Regions from separate parts of the Ovis aries genome. Here all the other regions are linked to region 2. The links are chromatin contacts, called in public Hi-C maps. All regions are on one chromosome and are shown on one strand. The core of a region is the stretch at or near the end of the contact, and the rest is flanking DNA. Distances in the headings are between cores, read along the strand shown. Region 1 holds the start of VPS18 (VPS18 core subunit of CORVET and HOPS complexes). Region 2 holds the start of KNL1 (kinetochore scaffold 1). Region 3 holds the start of GCHFR (GTP cyclohydrolase I feedback regulator).

Region 1 (2,700 bases), core at 145-2,644, 250 kb after region 2:
CTGCTGAACAAATCATAAACTACTTTTTTAGCATTAACTAGGGCTTCCCTGATGGCTCAGACCATAAAGAATCTGCCTGCAATGCAGGAGACCTGGGTTTAATCCCTGGGTTGGGAAGATCCCCTGGAGAAAGGAACAGCTATACCCACTCAAGTATACTGGCCTGGAGAATTCCCTGGACAGAGGAGACTGACAGGCTACAGTCCACGGGGTCACAAAGAGTAGAAGAGCGACTTTCACCTCACAATCAGCATTAACTACCTATTTATGGGTCTATAGTCCCTCTGGATTATGATCTTTCAGGACGGTTGTTGTACTTATCTCTGTGACCCCAGCACCTAACTCAAGTCCAGGAAGAGAGTAAGTGCTCAACACGGAGGAGCCACTGCGAACCAGAGACGAGACTAGCTTCCTGCTGGCCGAGCCACCATCTCTGCCACTTTCTGGAAACGGGTGGCTCCCTGGACGTGGGAGAAGAGAGGCCAGGACTGCCTCCCTGTGCGTGTGAAGGGAGGATTTAGGTGACGTTTAGATTGAAGAAAGGAATGTTCTCCTGGGGACCTATTGTGTGTGTTAGTCGCTTAGTCGTGTCCGACTCTTTGCTACCTCACGGACTGCAGCCCTCCAGGCTCCTCTGTCCATGGAATTCCCCAGGCAAGAGTACTGGAGTGGGTAGTCTTTTCCTTCACTGGGGACCTAGGGCAATGGGCTATTTTTAAACGTGCGAGCGGGAGCTGACCAGAGGTTGAGTGGTCTTCTGCGGGAGGGAAGCCTGGGCGTGAAAAATGCTGGGGACCTTCTCAGAGGCTGAGGCTGGATTGCGCTGGGCGGGTCTGGAAAGGCGACAGAGAAAGCCAGGGTTGCCTCCTGGTGTCAAAGTCTAGAACTGCAGCAGAGTCCAGGAGGGTGGGGCTTGTGTTCAGCGGGACCCATCCACCACCTAGGAGCTTCCTTGGTAGCTCAATCGGTAAAGAAACTGCCTGAAGTGCAGGAGACCTGGGTTCAATCCCTGGGTCAGGAAGATCCCCTGGAGAAGGAAATGGCAACCCACTCCAGTATCCTTGCCTGGAGAATCCCATGGACAGAGGAGCCTGGCGGGGTACATACAGTCCATGGGGTCGCAAGAGTCGAACATGGTTTAATGACTAAACCACCGCCACCAGCTCGGACTATCCCCAACAGAGAACGGAGCACTCCTCCGCTGGAGCGCCAGCTAGGCCCATAGCCCCGCCCGTCCACCACCCGACCCCGCCCCTACCACCATCCGGCCCCGCCCACCGCAGATCTCACCGCACCTCCCAAGGGCCGGCTCCGCGACGTTCCTGCGCCAGCAAACGTGGGCCTCTGAGAACCCGGAAGTTACGTTATAGGCGTGCGTCCCAGGGGCGGGAGTCAGCTGAGCTGCTCGGGCGAGGTTGGGATCACCTGAGATCGGCTAGGGGGAACAGGTGCTCTCTTGGGGGCGTGAGTTGGGTGCAGGACTGCGCCAAATTCAAGGAGGCGGGCTCTCCGATCTTCTCACTCTATAAGGCGAGAGTGAAAAGATTCTCAGGATTTTAAAGAGGAGGAGTTGGCGGTGGCCGATTGCCAGGATCTGTCAGATTCCTGTCGAGGCTGGGGAGTCGCAGCTTCCAATCCGGGGAGACGGGGATCCCTGGGGGGAGCCCTGTTGTAATCCCTGGGACGGAGGACCCAGAGGCCGGGCACCATGGCGTCTATCCTGGATGAATACGAGGACTCCCTGTCCCGCTCGACCGTCTTGCAGCCCGGCTGCCCCAGCGTGGGCATCCCCCACTCGGGTAAGGGAAGTGAGGGCGCCGCTGCACCTCTCGGCTCTCCTGGCATCTGCATGGGAGGAGCGGAGCGGGTGGCTCCAGGAGCTCGGGTTCACCTCCTGGACCTGCTGTCTGGATTTAGGCCCTTGGTTCTCCTCAGGTTCTTATGGCCTCCAGGCGGTGGATGGTCGAAGTTTGAAAGAGCAGCAAGCACAGCCGCGTGATCTAGGCCATGCCACTAGAGTCCTTCTAAGAGGGAACTGGGACTCAGATAAGGAAGTGACTTGCTTAGAGGGCAGCAGTTGGGAAAACTGACAATAGGTTCAGATGAGAATAGGCTTCATCTGATTCAGTGTTTTTCCCATCAGTCCCCTTCTGGAGGTAAGAGAAAGAATGAGTAAAGAACTGGTGAAAGGGGACTGTTGTAGGGGAAGGAGGGATGAGCCTAGAGGGAACTCTGTCACTGAACAGGGGAAAATGAAGTATCTTAAGCTTTTGGTAGAGCTGTTTGCAGCTGGATGGTGAGGGGAAGTTTTTGTAGAAAGTAGTACAGAGTTGGCAGAGGCATCTGAAGTGCAGGAATATTTTGAGTAGTGATAGAGAAATGAAAGTAAAGGCTAGAGAGAAAGTACCAGCAGTTTGTTAACCAACTGATTGGAAGGGTTTCTCAGGGATCCCTCTGCCCTCATTCTTCTGGAGACTCATTGAGAGCATTATTGCATGGGCAGGGAGGAGGGAAGAAAGTGGAACTAGACTTTAGTTGAGCTGGGATTGCTTGGCCAAAGACTAATAAGGGAGAACACTCAAACTTTCCCTCATTACCACCAGGAGCAGGTACATAGTGGTGTAATAGCATCCCAAGAGTTCAAAGAATCAACCCCTTACTGCTTTCAGAGGTGTGGGAAGAGCCCGGAACCTATAATGT
Region 2 (2,700 bases), core at 199-2,698:
TGATTTCCACTCCTGGAGCTGAAGATACCTGCCCAGTGTCAGGTTCTGGGGTACCATTCAGTGCGGAGAGAATGTGTAAACCATGACCGCAAAGGATTGGTGAGCGCTTTTTACTAATTTCCAGCACCATATAGGGTGGTGGTGAAGGGCCACCAGAGTTTGACAGACAAATAAATGCCTTTTCTGGAAGTACAAAAGCTGTATAACCTTGGACAAGTTTATCTTTCAGTTTCCTCATCTGTAAAATGGAGTAATAAACATGTCTGTTGTGATCACAGTGTTATTGTGAATTGTGAATTAAAGTGCTGTAATTCATTGTGGTGCCTGTAGATAAATACTGGATAAATGACGGTTGTTAAAATGTGAGTTGAAAGACTGCCTGGTGACCCTTCAGGAGGAGAATCTCTATTCTTTTCCTACTCCCTCTCTGCTTAAATCCAAGAGAAGAATTAAAACTTTCTCCTCTGGGAAGGCAGCTATGTCTTCACCTCTCTGACTTCCAGATAACTACCAAGTTTCCAAGTGCTGTCAACATCTTTTTTTTAACGTCGAGTACTTTTCCTGAGCACCTGCAGCCTCCTGGGGACTGAAAGAGAACCCTGAACACTGAGTCTCACGGTAGCTTTTGAAGTAAAATCTGATATTTCATAGTAACGACAGGTATGAAAAACGCTGGGGTTAGAGTCCACAATAACCGAAGTTCCTCAGTCAGGAGCTGGGTTAATTAATACCGAGCAGACCACCACTAGAACATATGTAAATAGCGATAATCGTGGGATTCTATGCACTGTTTTTTGCTACATTAAAAATACACTAAATGCATTATTTAATTAAACACTGATTCCCCAAAAATGTCTCTTTCCCTCCTTTTTCTTTATACGTGAGGTCAGAATGTTCCAAAAGCTGTCTAAAGAGTAAAACCGGAGGTTTCAAAGTCGACTAGTAAATCATACTTGCAATGAATAAGCAACTGTTTCCATTCCGCAAGGAAATTCACCGTCATCGGTTCAAATCAGTGGCGAAAAAATAAAACCTTCGCTCGACGAGGATGGGATTCGAACCCACGCGTGCAGAGCACAATGGATTAGCAGTCCATCGCCTTAACCACTCGGCCACCTCGTCCCAGAAGCCTACTCCTTCCTGGTAGCTATAGGGAGTAAAACTAGGGGGATGTGACGTAATGGAATGGGAGCCGCCATTTTGTACGGAAGCAAAGCTCCGATCTTTTTTACAGCAAGAAATAAAAAGAAGATGGCCGCTCCCATGCAGTGAGGAATCTGCAGTGGGGAGGAATAAAGGAAAATTCCGTAGAAAATGAGATAACCTTGGAAGAAATAAAATTGGCATACTAACTGGGAAAAAACTTTGACTGAAGAAATCTTAGGGAGGGTCCGCCGCCTAAGGGGCGGGGCCGACGCGTTGGGCGGCTTTGCGCCTGCGCTTTAGCTAGGCGGTTAGATTTGAATGCTTTAGAGAGTCCTCTGGGCGTCGTGAGGAGACGGGAAGGGGTGGGGGTGAGCTGTGTGAGGAGCGTGCGGACCACAAACAAGTCTGAGGAGAGTTTGTGAAGCCCTTGGGCCGCGGCGGGTAACTTTAGTCCTGGTCTTCGCCCGCGGGAATTAGGTTTTGATAGAGCGGACTCAAGGCCCCACGCTGGGAGGAGAGGGACGCGCCTACAGCCAGGCTGCCGCAGAACTGTGGGCTCAGGTACGGACGCTTCTCCCCCGGTGCAGGACTCGCTCTTTTCTCACCTCGGCCTACACTTGTGCCGCCTCTCGCCCCCCTAGCAGTCTCCATCCACACCTGGGCCCCACGGGCGGCCCTGGGTCGCTGGCCCGCGGCTCTCTCCGCGTCCCGCCCCGCCATCTTCTGTCAGGGCTCCAGGACTGCCCCTAGCACCTACCTCCTTTTCCCTTCTTTGGGGAACTCACGGGTGTTTGCATTTCTTAGTCTTTTCTTAGCTATAAATGAAGTAACAGAAATGTGATTTTGAACTCTCGGTTTATGGTTTATTTACAGTGTCTGATCTGAGTGCTAGCGGCACTGAGCAGATTTTGAGTTTTCTGGGGCTGCCGTCTATGGGGTCGCACAGAGTCGGACACGACTGAAGCGACTTAGCAGCAGCAGCAGCAGCGGATGTAATAACATAAATAAAGCCAGTATTAGTACGCCACAAATAAGTTTTTAAAAAAATCCTCGGTGCGTTATTAAGCCAGAGTTAAGGAGTCTTTTCTTGCTGTTTGTCTCAATAGTAGAGTTTAAGAAAAAAGTTCTAAAAATATGTTTTGTCGATTGGAATCTTAAAGATCGGTTTATAGAGATATGACAGAGAAGACCAAAGCAGAGCTTACTTTAGGTATTAAGGTTGAAGTTTTCAGTTGAATTGGATCAGTCTAATTCCTCAGATCTGTATTGGATTCCTTGTCTTGTGCTCGGGCAGGGAGCAGAAGATTCAGTCCTTCATCTAAAATTTACAGTCCAGAAAGGGAAGGAATTGATATACACAGATAACTATAAAGCAAGACACTGTAAAGGATTACAGGACATTCTAAAGGAATGTGGGAACACAGACCAGCTTATTTGATGCTTTTTGGCAATGGAGTCTAGAGGAGGCTTCTTGGAGAAAGTGGTATTTGAGGTGGAACTTGAAGGAAAGAGTGGTTTGAGATGTGAATTTAACGTACTGTAAAGGTTGGGTTC
Region 3 (2,700 bases), core at 150-2,649, 140 kb after region 2:
CTTTGTTAAGCATAAATATATCTTATCTCTCCAGCTAAACTTCTAGTCCTGGAAGTAGAAAATAGGGAAAGAGAGTACAGAAAAATAGATCAGACCAGGAAGGATCCTTTAGGGTTGTCTAGCTTCTAAGTCGTGTCTGATTCTTTTGTGACCCCACGGGCTTATCCCCCAGGCTCCTCTCTCCATGGGATTTCCCAGGCAAGAATACTGGAGTGGGTTGCCATTCCCTTCTCCAGGGGAAATTCTCAACCCAGAGGTTGAATCCGAGCCTCCTGCACCTCCTGCATTGGCAGGCAGATTCCTTACCACTTCCCTGAGCTATCAGGGAAGCTCCTTCTTTAGGGTTACAACTTGCTATTTATCCCTTGTATTTCTCTCATCGGTCAAAGTGCTGGAGGCACAGAGAGAGCCCTGTATGTGCCCTTCAGTGAAGCGAAGATTTTTCAAGAGTCCAGGAGGGAAGGTTACAGTTTGCCTTTGTTTTGCTTTTCTTTTTTCAAAAACCAATCACAACAAGGCAGATGTCACAACAAGGCAGATGAAGAATGCTGTCAGATTTTGATACATCCAGATGAGGGCGTGAACACGTGGAGGTGAACTCGCCGCTCTCTTCGGTGGTTGGTTCGGGGAAGTTTCTTTTGTCCCAGGTGTTGCCTTGTGGTTTCCTGCACGTGTGTGGTGTCTGTCCAGCTTCATGGAAAGCTCTCTGAACGGCCAGATTCCATTGGTTTCAGTCTCTCTAGGCCTGGCACTCAGCAAAGTGCTCAGTTCTCTTACATACTTACCTACAAGGCCACAGAAATGCAAAGTTCCTCCGCTGTACTAGGAACTACAGTCGGGGAGGCAGGAATGCGCAGTGCACCGAGTGGGTCTCCTGCCTGTCTTCTGTGCGCTTAAGGAATCTCCGGAGAACTTGTCTTCGGTCGGGAAGTAGGGATCCGATAAACGTTTTAGAGGAGTCTTTGGGTGAGGTGGGCAGAAGCTTGGGAGACCTCAGTGGGGTCGCCCTTTGCTTCCTGTTGGGCTTCACAGGGGCTGGGACGGGGATCCGCAGGACTTTGGAACCTGTTACTGGAGGTGTTGCAATAACGGGGTGCAAGGTCAACACGCGCGCTGGGCGCCACGGCCCAACGCAGCCAGCAGAGAGAGCTCGGGGGCCGCTCCCAGCTCCGGCGCACCGGTGCGGGAGCGATCCCCCCACTACCCAACAGAGGTCCCTCCTCGCGGCCGGACGACCCTCGGAAGCGGTGGGTGACAACACAGGGTCCCAGTGAGCTGCCCCAGGGCTGGGGCGGGTCTTGAATCACCGAGCTCCAGGCGCGTCAAGGGCGCCCGCTCCTGATTGGCCGGTCGAGGGGCTTACGGACCAGGAGCTCAGGGACTGGCGCAACCGGAGGCCAGAGTCGGAGTAACTGGACTCCAGGCGGCTGGTCGCAGTCCCGGAGCCTGAAGGGCTGGCGTCGGCGCCCGACCTAAAGTCCAGGGAAGGAGCCTGGCCGGGACGCGCGCACCATGCCCTACCTGCTCATCAGCACCCAGATACGCATGGTGAGTACCCGCTGCCCGTCCCTGGGAGTTGGCTTTGGGCCCCGGGCGGGGGGACGTTGCCGGCCGCACCTTGGCGCCTCCGTCCCGGGCGACGCCTGCGGGTGCCGGGACGCGGAAGCCGCCTGGGACACGCCCCCGCGGGCGGCGGAGGCGGTTGGAACTCGGACCCTGCCTGGATCCAGGGACTAGGGAGCTCCGGCGGCCGGGCCCTTCCGGCCGCCGGGCCCCTCCAGCGCCGGGAAAGGGGACTACGTGCGTGCGTCCCCGCCACCCAGGAGTTCCGGGCGCCTGCGGCTCAGGTCCTAGCTGCCTGCGGGAGGTCGAAACCTCTGAGAGACTCAGAGAGTCCTGCTCTCTCAAGCGCAGCAACCATTGCCCTACACAGAGCCGCTCCGCCGGGCAATGGGGGGTGGGAGGAATGGACGAACCTAAGGAAAAGAGGTTTGAAAAAGAAAAGGATGTGCTACGACACTGAGACAGTGGCCCGCCTACAGCTACGATCTGCGCCCTTAGGCATTCCAGGAAGAGCTCTTCTGAGACCTTAGAAAAGAAAGAAGAAAGAACCCGGACATGACCAGGAGGGTTAGAGGTGTGAGAACATCCATTCAAAGTAAAGCCACGCCCCTTTCCCTGGGCACAGTTTCCTCTGCAAAAAGAAAGGTGCTGACTGTACAGAATGTGACTGGGTCCCCAACCTGGGCAGCAGGACGCTCGTCTGCCCCCTACCTCTCCAGTGCTCCGGTGATCCATCTGGACGTGCATGGTTCCCTAGAGATGCAGGAAATAGCAGATGAGCTCTCCACTGGATGGGAGAAGTCTTGGCAGTGGTTTAAGAGTCAGCCAGCTGTGCAGATGGTAAAATGTAGACTCCTGGGTCCCTTCCCAGATCTCCGGAAGCACTCTGTAAGCCTGGAGTTTGGGAATTCAGTGCTTCTGAAGCCATTTTTTAAACTAGCAGTTTCACTGGTATATGATATATATAACCACAGAAGTCACGAATTTAAAGTGTACAGTTCAACAGGATTGGGTTTTGGTTTGTTTTGGCTTATTCAGAATTGTTCAACCATGACCATAAACTATTTTAGAACATTTAGAACAATTTTCGTCACCTTAAATAGAAACCCTATACCCAAACCCTGAACCTTAGCTGTC

The links. Hi-C and Micro-C count contacts between places; a contact is called where the count stands out from the background.
Region 1: a Hi-C map of tail adipose tissue shows a contact between it and region 2, with 4 times the contacts expected there. The contact joins the promoter of VPS18 here to the promoter of KNL1 in region 2. A contact is called at or near these places in 3 of 16 Hi-C or Micro-C datasets (blood, hypothalamus and tail adipose tissue).
Region 3: a contact with region 2 is called in a Hi-C map of liver, with 2.6 times the contacts expected there. The contact joins the promoter of GCHFR here to the promoter of KNL1 in region 2. A contact is called at or near these places in 6 of 16 Hi-C or Micro-C datasets (blood, hypothalamus, liver and 3 more).

What each region holds. Positions count from the first base shown.
Region 1 is chr7:34,632,087-34,634,786 of ARS-UI_Ramb_v3.0, forward strand. VPS18 (VPS18 core subunit of CORVET and HOPS complexes) reads left to right here and starts at 1,395. Exons shown (of 5, transcript XM_004010456.6): 1 at 1,395-1,799. The coding sequence starts at 1,709.
Region 2 is chr7:34,382,537-34,385,236 of ARS-UI_Ramb_v3.0, forward strand. It overlaps KNL1 (kinetochore scaffold 1), which reads left to right and starts at 1,449. Exons shown (of 27, transcript XM_012181202.5): 1 at 1,449-1,707. TRNAS-GCU (transfer RNA serine (anticodon GCU)) reads right to left here and starts at 1,122; the gene lies at 1,041-1,122.
Region 3 is chr7:34,517,810-34,520,509 of ARS-UI_Ramb_v3.0, forward strand. It overlaps GCHFR (GTP cyclohydrolase I feedback regulator), which reads left to right and starts at 1,400. Exons shown (of 3, transcript XM_004010451.5): 1 at 1,400-1,548. The coding sequence starts at 1,513.